Regions from separate parts of the Sus scrofa genome. Here region 1 is linked to region 2. A link is a contact called in public HiChIP or PLAC-seq data. All regions are on one chromosome and are shown on one strand. Each heading gives the region's core, a stretch centred on a gene start, on an enhancer-like site or on the middle of the called end of the contact. The rest is flanking DNA. Distances are from core to core; before and after follow the strand shown. Region 1 holds the start of ZSWIM6 (zinc finger SWIM domain-containing protein 6). Region 2 holds the start of ELOVL7 (elongation of very long chain fatty acids protein 7).

The links. HiChIP or PLAC-seq counts read pairs in DNA pulled down with a chosen protein or histone mark.
Region 1: a contact with region 2 is called in an H3K27ac HiChIP or PLAC-seq map of alveolar macrophages. The contact joins the promoter of ZSWIM6 here to the promoter of ELOVL7 in region 2. A contact is called at or near these places in 1 of 5 promoter capture datasets (fetal liver) and 1 of 2 datasets of contacts at active chromatin or transcription factors (alveolar macrophages).

Annotation. Positions count from the first base shown.
Region 1 is chr16:40,102,143-40,107,372 of Sscrofa11.1, forward strand. ZSWIM6 (zinc finger SWIM domain-containing protein 6) reads left to right here and starts at 3,357. Exons shown (of 14, transcript XM_021076973.1): 1 at 3,357-4,037. The coding sequence starts at 3,383. It overlaps LOC110257311, which reads left to right and starts at 4,044. Exons shown (of 1, transcript XM_021076974.1): 1 at 4,044-5,230. The coding sequence starts at 4,481. The coding sequence ends at 5,197.
Region 2 is chr16:39,677,616-39,683,124 of Sscrofa11.1, forward strand. It overlaps ELOVL7 (elongation of very long chain fatty acids protein 7), which reads right to left and starts at 2,658. Exons shown (of 8, transcript XM_021077108.1): 1 at 2,446-2,658.

The DNA.
Region 1 (5,230 bases), core at 2,107-4,606, 430 kb after region 2:
TTTGCAGGAGGAAAGGTTATACAGACATTTCAGTGAGGAGGCTGTGCAGAGTGAAGAGGAAGAATAACTGACTGAGTGAGAGGGGCTGGGATAGATAATGTGGGAAGTAAACCTATATGGGAGTTGCAGGCAAAGGTGAAGAGGAATAAATCTCGGGGGCCTGTGATCAGGTGACAAGAGTAATAACAATCTAGGGGAAGTAAGAGAACCTGGTTTCTGGGAAATATGGTATTTTGGGTTTCAGGTGACAATGGTAAAAGGTGCTGGCCACTAGGAAGAAATAAGTGAACTGAAGCAGAGACCACGGTTGTGAGTTGGGTTGGGTGGAAACTCTCCAAGGGGCAGGCCACTAAAAATGGAGAAGAGGACCCCTCTATAAGCTTCAGGGCAGGGTGTCCATTAAACAGTTTGGCAGAAAAGAAACCTAAAAATAAGGCAGAGAAAGATGAGATGGAGACACTGAAGGGACAGAAGAGTGTCAGGAAAACCAGAGAGAGGAGGACAGCTCAAGACAGAGCGAGTAGTCTCATTATAAAAGACTAGTAGAGGAGTTCCCCTCGTGGTACAGCACAAACGAATCTGACTAGGAACCATGAGGTTTTGGATTCAATCCCTGGCCTTGCTCAGTGGGTTAAGGATCTGGCATTGTGGTGTAGGTCGCAGACATGGCTCGGAACTGGCGTTGCTGTGGCTCTGGTGTAGGCTGGTCGCAACAGCTCCAATTAGACCCCTAGCCTGGGAAAATCCATATGCTGTGGGTGTGGCCCTAAAAAGACAGAAAAGACATAAATAAATAAATAAATAAATAAATAAAAAAGAGAGAGAGAGAGACTAGTAGAGAGGGAAAATTGGGTTAGGCTGAGTTGGTGGCTCTGGATTCATCTTTGAACAGAGAGTTGAATGAAATCCCTCCAGTGTAGGATGATGCCTTAAATACAGTCTCTTTGGTTCAATACAAAATCAAGATCTCTAAACATTAGGCACTGCCAAAGAGGTCTACTTTCCTGTGCAATATGAATTAATTTCTTCCACTGACACTTCACAGGATCTTGAATGAGTCACTTATCCTGTCTAGAGGTATGAATTTTGTCATCTTTAACTTTCCAGTTCAGCGGTTCTGCCTGTATGTGTATGAATATGCTTGGTAATCTACACAGTATTACACAAACCTAAATCCTGTCATTACTGTTTGAGGATAGAACAGAAGCCACATTTTACTTTTCGACTTTCTTCTTTTATCACCTATATTTTTAAAAATTAAAATCTTTTTATTTTTCAAGAAACCCAGAAATGGAACAACTGGAGGAAAAACCTTCCCCCTCCCTTTTGCCCATAAAGATATTCTTCCAGTTTTCTGCCCAGGCCTTTTCCTAAGCATTGAGGAGGTGCCCAGAAAAATACCAGATGGATATACAAAAACATAATGTCACCAAAATTTTCCTAACAAGTAAGGCAGCTATGGAAAGTCGGCCAGCATCAGGTCCCCTGGGAACCTGCAGTCTGGGGCTTGGTGAGGCCTGAAGAGGGAAAGAACCAAGACGTGGAGCTCTAGGTCTCCGGGGCCCGGCCCTGAGTGGACGATTTTTTAAAACTCAGGAGCGCTCTTACCCCTTTAAATCCAAGCAACGAGGAGGCAGGTGGCTCTCCTCCAATAACCTTAAAAGATGCGAGTGTCAAAGAAGATAGGGTTTATCTTCTACAACAGCGACAGTATCAGTGACATGGTTTACAGCAAAAACAGAAGGCAGGGCAAAGAGTAAGGGTGTCTCTAACGTGATAATTAAGTCTGTGTCTTGGACCCAGGTTCGACGGAGCTCTGCTGAGTGCGAAAAACAACGTCCGTAGCGTTCCTGGTTCAGCCTGGGACTCTCCGCTTCTACCCTGGCCCTGGCCCCAGCAAGCTGTGTCCTCTGTTCGCCCGCCCTGCACGCTGCCTTTACCCTGGAGGATGGGCCGCTCGGGGCGGCAGAGAGCGCGGCGCACATCCCGAGCGCCAGGGCTCCCCTCAGCCCGACGCCTGGGGCCGAGGCGTGCCAGATTCAAGTGCGCACCAAGCGCGCTCGCAGCCGCCGTCCGCTGCGGAGCAGCCGGGGCGCGCCGTCTGCAGTTGCTGGGCTGTGCGCTCGGGCCCGTAGGGTGTGTGTGTGTGTGTGTGCGCGCGCGCGCGCGCCCGCCCGTGGTGTCTGTACTCACAAAGGTGTGTTTGCTAAACCCACTGCCCCCGGGTGCCCTCCACTACGAGCCCGATCACTCTCAGGCATGGACTGGTGTATCCGCAGCGCGGCCGCGGGGGCGACAAGGGCCGGTTCAAGTTCCCCAGCTCCGCGCCGGCGAGCGGGCCGGCTTCCTCGCCCGCGGGGCTGAGGAAGCGCGAGGGCGGGGCGGCTGTGGCTGGCTCCGGACGCAAGTCGCACTGCTACTGGGCAGGTTCGGAGCGCTCTGCGCTTTATCGGACACTTTGGCAGGCTCAGGAGCCGAGACAGAGCGGACTTGGAGCTCGGGGCTGGGTGCACTGCAGCCACGAGGGGCAGCGGGGCTGGTGCTCTCCTCCTCCGCCTAGGTTTGCAAAAGTGAACTGGAAAACAGCCGCGGAACGCAGCCTCCTCCCTTTTCTCCGGCGCCGCAGCCTGGGCTGGGGGTGGGGGGAGTTCCTCCGGTCTGACTGGAGGGGAAGCGGGCGGCCGGGCAGCTTCAGCCGCACCTCCTCCGCCTTCCTCTCCACCCCGGTCCCCGGGGTTCCACGCCGCATTTCTTTGTTTTGAAAGCGCCTCCTCCGCCCAGAGGCTTTTCCCCCGGCGGGCAGGCTCTGATGGGGGGGTGGGGCATCGACCCGCCGGCCCCGCCCTCCATTTAGCTCGGACACCTCCTCCTTACTCACCTCCTATCTCCCCTTCCCTCCCCGCTGCGACCCACGAGGCGCGTCCTCACTTGCAGGACATCAAAGGATGGCAGGGAATTGGAGGGGTAAGTTGAGTAGGCTAGGGGCGCAAAGACCCACCCACCTTAGGCCAGGCCTGGCGGCCCGCCCCCTCCCGCGGGAACCCTGCCAGAGCCCCGCCCCTCCGCGTCACAGCAGCCTGACATTCTCACAACCCCACCGGCACCCAACCCCACCGCCCCCGCTACCCTGGTGTCCGCGGAGTGCTCTATTTATGTTTCAGCCCAGCGATTTGCATAGGGCCCGCCCCTGGCCCTAGGTCCCCCTATCGGTGCCCCGCCTCAGCCAGGACGTCATGGAGAAGGCCTCGCCTCTTGTGCCCATACAAGGAGCGGCGGGCCCTAGATGGCAGCGTGGCGTCGCGGCGGCGTGTGCGTGTCGCGCTTCCTTGTGCCGTTTATAGGGTCTCGGCACTTCCGCTGTCGGGTTAGAAGCGGCGCGGTCATGGCGGAGCGCGGACAGCAGCCTCCTCCCGCGAAACGGCTCTGCTGCCGGCCGGGCGGCGGCGGCGGCGGCGGCAGCGGCGGCGGGGCCAGCAGCGGCGGCGGAGGAGCGGGTGGCGGTTACAGCTCTGCCTGTCGGCCGGGCCCGCGGGCGGGCGGTGCGGCGGCAGCGGTGTGCGGGGGCGGCGCAGCGTTGGGGCTGCTGCCACCGGGCAAGACCCAGAGCCCCGAGTCGCTGCTGGACATCGCTGCGCGCAAGGTGGCTGAGAAGTGGCCGTTCCAGCGCGTGGAGGAGCGCTTTGAGCGCATCCCGGAGCCGGTGCAGCGCCGCATCGTCTACTGGTCCTTCCCCCGCAGCGAGCGGGAGATCTGCATGTACTCGTCCTTCAACACCGGCGGCGGCGCCGCGGGCGGCCCCGGCGACGACAGCGGCGGCCCCGGCGGCGGCGCGGGCGGCGCGGGCGGCGGCGGCTCCTCGTCCTCGCCGGCCGCCACCTCGGCCGCCGCCGCCGCCGCCGCTGCCGCCGCCGCCGGGGCCGGGGCCCCGTCGGTGGGGGCCGCCGGGTCGGCGGACGGCGGCGATGAGACACGGCTGCCCTTCCGCCGGGGCATCGCGCTGCTGGAAAGCGGCTGCGTCGACAACGTCCTGCAAGTCGGTGAGTCACGGGGCAGTCTGGGGGCCGTCTGTCCGTCGGTCAGTCCCTCAGGGGGGCGCCCGCCCCCTCCCCTCTGGGCAGCCCCTCAGCGCAGCGCGCGCCCGCACCCCGCCCGGTGCCCTCACCGGCCCGGACAGTCCTCCTGAGTGGAGCGCCCATTTCCTCCCCGCCCCTCCCCGCCCCCTGTCTCCCCGGACGGGCCAGCGCGAGTGGGAAATGAATCAGCAGGACGCGCCCCGCCGCGGGGTCGGCGGGGTGGGTGTCGGGTGCTCCCGGTCCCCTCCATTCCTCCCCCTCCTCCCCCGGAGCACGTCCTGGAGCCCTGCTCGCCTGTTTTGGGGGGTGAATGTGGACAAAGGCACCGGCGGACGGCCGGGCTCCGGCGGAGGGTGTGTGTGGCGGGGCCGTGCGGGGCGGGGGAGGGGGCGCGGGCCGCACAGACAATGCCGGCCGGTGCCGAGCGGGCGGCCGGGCCGAGCTCTATGCTCTCTCTCCTCTCTTTCCTTGTCTGTGGCTCGCTGAGCGTCTTTCTTTCTCCTCTCCCCCTCCCTCCCCGCCCCCTCGATTTGAGGGGAGGAAAATACATTTTAATGCCACTCGGCGGCCGCTCCTCTCAGGGCTTCGACGGGCTGGCGGCCGTGGCGCTCCAGGGGTCGCTGCGGCGTCTGGGCTGGCCCGGACGAGCTCCGCCGGTCGCCCCGGGATTTAAATGTCCTTCGCTCCGCGCCTTGCCCTGTGGGAGCTGCGCGGGCGGCGGGCTGGACGCCTCTCCTGAGGGATCTCTCCCGCCGAAGACGCCCCCCGAATTAAAGGGCGCGAGCCGGGCCGGGAGCGGCTGGCTCTTCCCCTTTCCGAGGCATGCCCGGGTTTCCTCCCGCCAGAGTTCTCTTTGCGCGAGGGGCCGGGGGTCGCGCTCCGTGCGAGCCGCGGGGAGCAGTGACGGCCCGGGGCTCGCGGCCGGCGGCTGCAGGAGCGCGAGGCGGAGGGGCTCCGAGGCTGCTCCCGCGTCCCGCCCGGAGCGACCGCCTGGCAGCCGGGCACGACCTCGCACTTTGTTCTCATTTTCAGGTTTATTTGTGTTCCTTTCAGTTTTCTGTCACCTCCGAAAAGGGGAAACCAAACAAAAGAGTCTCTATTTCTTTTCAGGGCTTGTAAAGTAGAAGATATTTGACAAAGGCGAGAGAAGGACTTGT
Region 2 (5,509 bases), core at 1,408-3,907:
GCAGCCACCGGCCTATGCCACAGCCACAGCCACAGTAACACCAGATCCGAGATGAATCTGCAACCTACACCACAGCTCACAGCAATGCCAGATCCCCAGCCTACTGGGTGAGGCCAGGGATCAAACCCACAACCTTATGGTTCCTAGTTGGATTTGTTAACCACTGAGCCACGACTGGAACTCCCATTATATTTCTAAATGGAATGTTTAGCCAGGATGGCCAGATTCCTGTCTGCAGCAAAAGAGATGGCAGAGACTTTCCACGCTTCCTCTACAATGCCTGCCAGCTCCTCCATGTCTACCAGTGTAAACTCCCTAACCTCCTCTAAAACTTGGCTTAAAATTTTCAGAAAGTTTTCCAGCATCATTCAACCCACTCCATTTGTGCTCCCTTAATTCATTTTGCACCATATTCTGCAAACACACATCAAGCAACTATTAATCATAAGGCGCAAAGAGTCACTTTCCTAAGTTGTTTACAACCTTTCTGTGAACACCAAACATTTAGGAAAGAAGTCAACCAACAGTAAAGTAATGATATAAGTGTTAAGTGAATGTTCAGAAGTGGGGAAGAGGGAGACTGAGTAAGAGAAGAAGGTGAAGGGGGTAAGATTGACAAAGGCTAGAAGGAAGAGACAAAGTAAAAGTTTAATAGAGATTTCAAGACTGAGAGAAACGTGAAGCTGAGTTGTGCACCTGGGTGCCTAGTCTAAAGGGAGGGAGGCTGACATAAATGATCTTAACTAGAAATGCTTTGGGACAAGTTCAAATGGAAAGTTTTGCTATGCACTAACAGACACTACATGCTACACTAAAAGTGAAGAAGATACATGGAAAGTAGCAGCCATAACAGAAGTAACAAAGTTCTGTGTGAAAACAAACAAAACACACAAACAAAAAACTAAATGAGTACAAAGTTATAGAAGAAGGGAAAGAGGGACCTTGAGAATGGGAGCCTGGTCGGTGAAGCATGAAACAGCACAGGACTCTGGGAAAGTAAGGAGGAAGAAAGGAACTCCAGGTGAGGCAGTAAACACAGTGGTCAACAGCCCCAGTGCTAGACCAGAACTCCCTGAGTTGCAATCCCCTTCAGCTATTAGTGTCTCTTGGGCAAGTTCCTGTGTCTCAAGCTTCCTCATCTGTAAAATGAGGATAATGTTATCATTTATCCCATAGGATTGCTGCAAGGATTAAAAGAGTTGATACAAGTTCACTGATGCAAGAACAGTGCCCGGCAGGGAAGCACTCGATAAAGGCCTGCCACTGCGGGGAGAAGATTTAACTTTTAGTGACCTTGATGGGGCAACAATTTCTGGCCAGCAGTAGGAGCAGAAACTACAAAGTAAGAGAATTAACAAGTAAGTGATTGATAAGAAGGCAGAGGCAACCACAAAGTATATTCACGACTCTTTCACAGCAGTTAAAAGCGAGGAGTCCATAAAGAGTAACCTGCGAGTATAGGGTTAAGTGAAAACGCTTTTCGAGGGGATATCTTAGCAAGAGGAAAAAGGCTTGGCTCGCCAAAACTATTCTTCAGTCGGTGTGGGACTTGTTTTCCCAACCACACAGCGAGCTGGACAGAGTAGACACCAAATCCTTCCTGTCCCAGCTTCCCCCCCAGGGAGCACGAAAGAGCGCTCTCTCGGCATCCGGTAAGTTTGAATCAGCGCTGGCTGATTAGGGGGTAAGGCCCATTTCCTAACCACCGATACCTTGGGAGATGAAACAACAGGCTTTCCGATTTCCATCTCCGGCACGACCTGCTCTACCGCTCTGTACTCATCACTCTCAAGCGGCCGCCGCCGGGACAGGATGCAGTTCGAGAAGCCAGAGACAGCGCCCCGCTGCAAGAGCAGCGCCCCAAGTTCATTCCAGCCTTGAGGACACAAAAGCGCCCCAGAAAAAAAAGTAACAGAAAGAAAGGGGCTTGGGGATTTGGAGGGATGGCGAGCGAGGCCAGATCCCAGAGCTGGGAAAGTGACCCCGACGGTCAAGGTCGAGCAGGTCCCTCTCTCAGTCCCACAGGCGAGCACCTTTGCCCTCCCACCCGGAACAGCAGGGCCGCATCCCAAGGGAGCGCTCGCTGGAGGCTCAAAGCCCCGGGGCGGCTGGGACCGCCGTCCCCTTGGGATGCTGGGATCCGCGGGGTCTCCCCCGGAGGGCGCAGGTGAGCGCGGCGGCCCCGCCCTCCAGCGGGAAGGGCCCCAGCCCGGGGAACCCGCAGTCGGTGCGGCGGGCACTTGAGAAGCGCCCCCCAGAGTCCAGACAGGGCCTGGCCGGGCTCTCCAGTCTTCGGGACCCGGATCTCGCTCCTCGCGCGCCGCGCCCGAGTTCTTTTCACCCGGCCACCCCCGAATCCCAGCCCCCGGGGTCTCTCTCCTTCCATCGCCTCTCCGACCCGGAAAAGTTCGGCCCCAAACCACCTACTGGGAGCCCCGTACTCACCCGGCGGAGAGTGGAGCCGAATCCCCGGACACGGGAGCAGAGGGCGGCGGCGGGCTGCGGCGCGAGCTTGGAGCTCCTCACAGCGGCCCCTGCTGCCCCGGCCGCAGACCAAGCTGGAAAAGAGGCGGAGGCCGCCGGGGTGTCACCTGCCCGCTCTCCCACCCCGCCGCGTGACGCCACGCAGCGCCGCCCCCTGCCCGCCCGCCCGCCGCCTCTGCAGCCAGGTACCCGCGAGGGCCGCGGGGAGGAGCCCGCCGCCCGCCGGGAGGGAGCGGCCGGGAAGAGCGCGCGGCCTCGGTTGCCCCACCTCCGCCTAGCTGGAAGCCCTGTGACTCGGTGCGCGGCTGGGACAGGGGACCCAAGACCGATTGGAGAGATCCGTTCTGGCCTCTGGAGTAATTACATTGCCTTCTGAGCACAAATGCTATCACCTCAGGTCATCTCGAGCCTTAACATAGTGTGAAAACTGTCGTCATGCATGACTCAGGATTGAGTTGTAGAAAAATCTGAGGCCGGTGGGGGAGAGCGAGAAAAAAGAGGTTCTTGGTCCTGAAAAGGCTATTCAGAAGGTTAACTCATTATCTAAAATGGAGGTCAGACCCAACAGCGGCTGTAAGCGTAATTTGGATCAGCTCCGTCCTCTGCTTATTAAAAACTGGAGAATTGCCGCAAATATTGCGGAGCGAAGGGGACTTTTAGAGCAATGAAGAGCAAATTGTATATAATCTAAGTTAACTTTTTTGCTCTGGTTAGTAACGGCAGCTGCTGCAGCAAACAAAATCTGGCACGTTGATGTCTCCTTATCCACTCTTGGGCTGAGTTGTGGGGAGGATGAATGTTAGGCGTTATGCGCGCTCCATTATTTTTTAACTGACTTGGCTTTGTGTCTGATCATGATCCTCCAAATCGCTGTCATGTTTTGGAACCCTGGCATCAATAGCTGGAAGACAAAACAAGAGTCCCAAGAAGTTATTTGCCCAGGAGGCAAAAACCAAGAACTAGATTTGAGCTGTTTCTAGAAAAGTGAAAAATAACGTGAGGGGTTGCAATCCCTAACCAGTGCACCTCATTAATGTGACCTGTGACTTTTAAGCCTGGATCAGAACAAAAAGATCCGGATAATCCAGGAGGGAGGGTAAAGAGAACACTTAATGAGCCACAAGCTGTTTTCCTCACATGCAGGTGTTGCTTTCCACCACCTAATTCTAGGTAGTCAACAGAGTTTTTATTTTGTTGTTGCTGTTGTTGCTGTGTTGTGGGCTGCACCCGTGGCATACAAAAGTTCCCAGGCCAGGGACTGACCTCCACCACAGTAGTGACAATGCCTATCCAAAACTGCTAGGCCTCCAAGGAACCAATATGAGATTTTAAATGCTTTACACAAACCTTGGAGAGCCCCCATAGTGGCCACTGAGGAAAAAGCAAAAAACACGAAAGCTTAAATTTAAGAAAATCCCAGCTTGAGGGAAACCAAAGATTTCTCTTTCCTTTTAGATAAACTTTGCTTTCATAATAAAAATTATGTAAATGTATTATTCATTTAGTAGATGTGGAAAACTAGAGACAATTGCTTAACAATATTTGTGTCTGGGAATTCCCATCGTGGCACAGTGGTTAACGAATCTGACTAGGAACCATGAGGTTTTGGGTTCAATCCCTGGCCTTCCTCAGTGGGTTGAGGATCCCGTGTTGCTGTGGCTCTGGCGTAGGCCGGCGGCTATGGCTCTGATTAGACCCCTAGCCTAGGAATCGCTATATGCCAAGGGAGCGGCCCTAGAAAAGGGAAAAACACCAAAAAAAAAAAAAAAAAAAAAAAAAAACAATATTTGTGTCTGCTAATACCTATCTATATGTAGTTGTGAAATTTCAAGTACGAAAGAGGTCTTATGGATTCAGAAGATTATCTCATTATCTAAAATGAAATGGAAGTTAGACCCAACGCCAGCTGGAAGCCGAATTTGGATCAGCTCTGAATGGATTCATTCACCTAACACATATATGTTCTAGGCTCTGAAGATTCAACATATAAAAAAACAACAACAAAAAAAATCCTCTGGGTTTGTTTTTTTTGTTTGTTGTTGTTGTTGTTTTGTCTTTTTTTTAGCACTGCACCTCTGGCATATGGAGGTTCCCAGACTAGGGGTCTAATTGGAGCTGTAGCCGCCAGCCTACGCCACAGCCACAGCAACTTGGGATCCTTAACCCACTGAGCAAGGCCAGGGATCGAACCTGTGTCCTCATGGATGCTAGTCAGGTTCATTTCCACTGAGCCACAAGGGAAACTCCAAAATCCTCTGTTCTTGTGGAGTGTACCTTCCTTCTAGCTGGGGATAACAGATCACAGATGAATAAACAAGTAAAATACAAGTGTTCATGTTGTGATAAGAACTATGAAGATAAAGAAGTGGAAGGAATGGGGCTTTTGGAGATGGGGAGCTGCAATATTAAAGTAGCATTTGTGCCAAAATTGTAAAACAATGAAGTGGCAAGCCTATGTGTCTCTCTGGGTGACAGCATTCTAGTCAGTGGGAACTGTAAGGTGGAGGGCATAAGCATGCCCTGGATGATCACAGGCACCCAATAGCAAGGAGGCCAGAGTGGTTGAATTGGAAGGAGTGAGGACAGTAGTAATAAGTGAGGTCAGAGAGTTAAGGGAAGCATTTTGGGTACAAAAGTGACATCATTTAACTGAAAAATTAAAAAAAAAAAATACCCTGGCATCTTTCTTAAAAGTAAGATGAGTGTGGAATGGGAAAGGTAGAAGCAGGTAGATGATTAGAAGACTCTTTTTTTTTTTTTTTTTTTTGGTCTTTTTAGGGCCACACCTGGACAAATGCAAGTTTCCAGGCTAGAGCCATAGCCACTGGCTTATGCCACAGCTACAGCCACAGCAACAGCAGGTCTGAGCTGCATCTACACCACATTTCATGCCAACACTGGATCCTTTAACCCACTGAGCAAGGCCAGGGATCAAAGGATTGAAACCATGTCCTCCTGGATACTAGTTGGGTTCTTTACCACTGAGCTACAAAAGGAACTCCCTAGAGGGTTCTTAAAACATCCA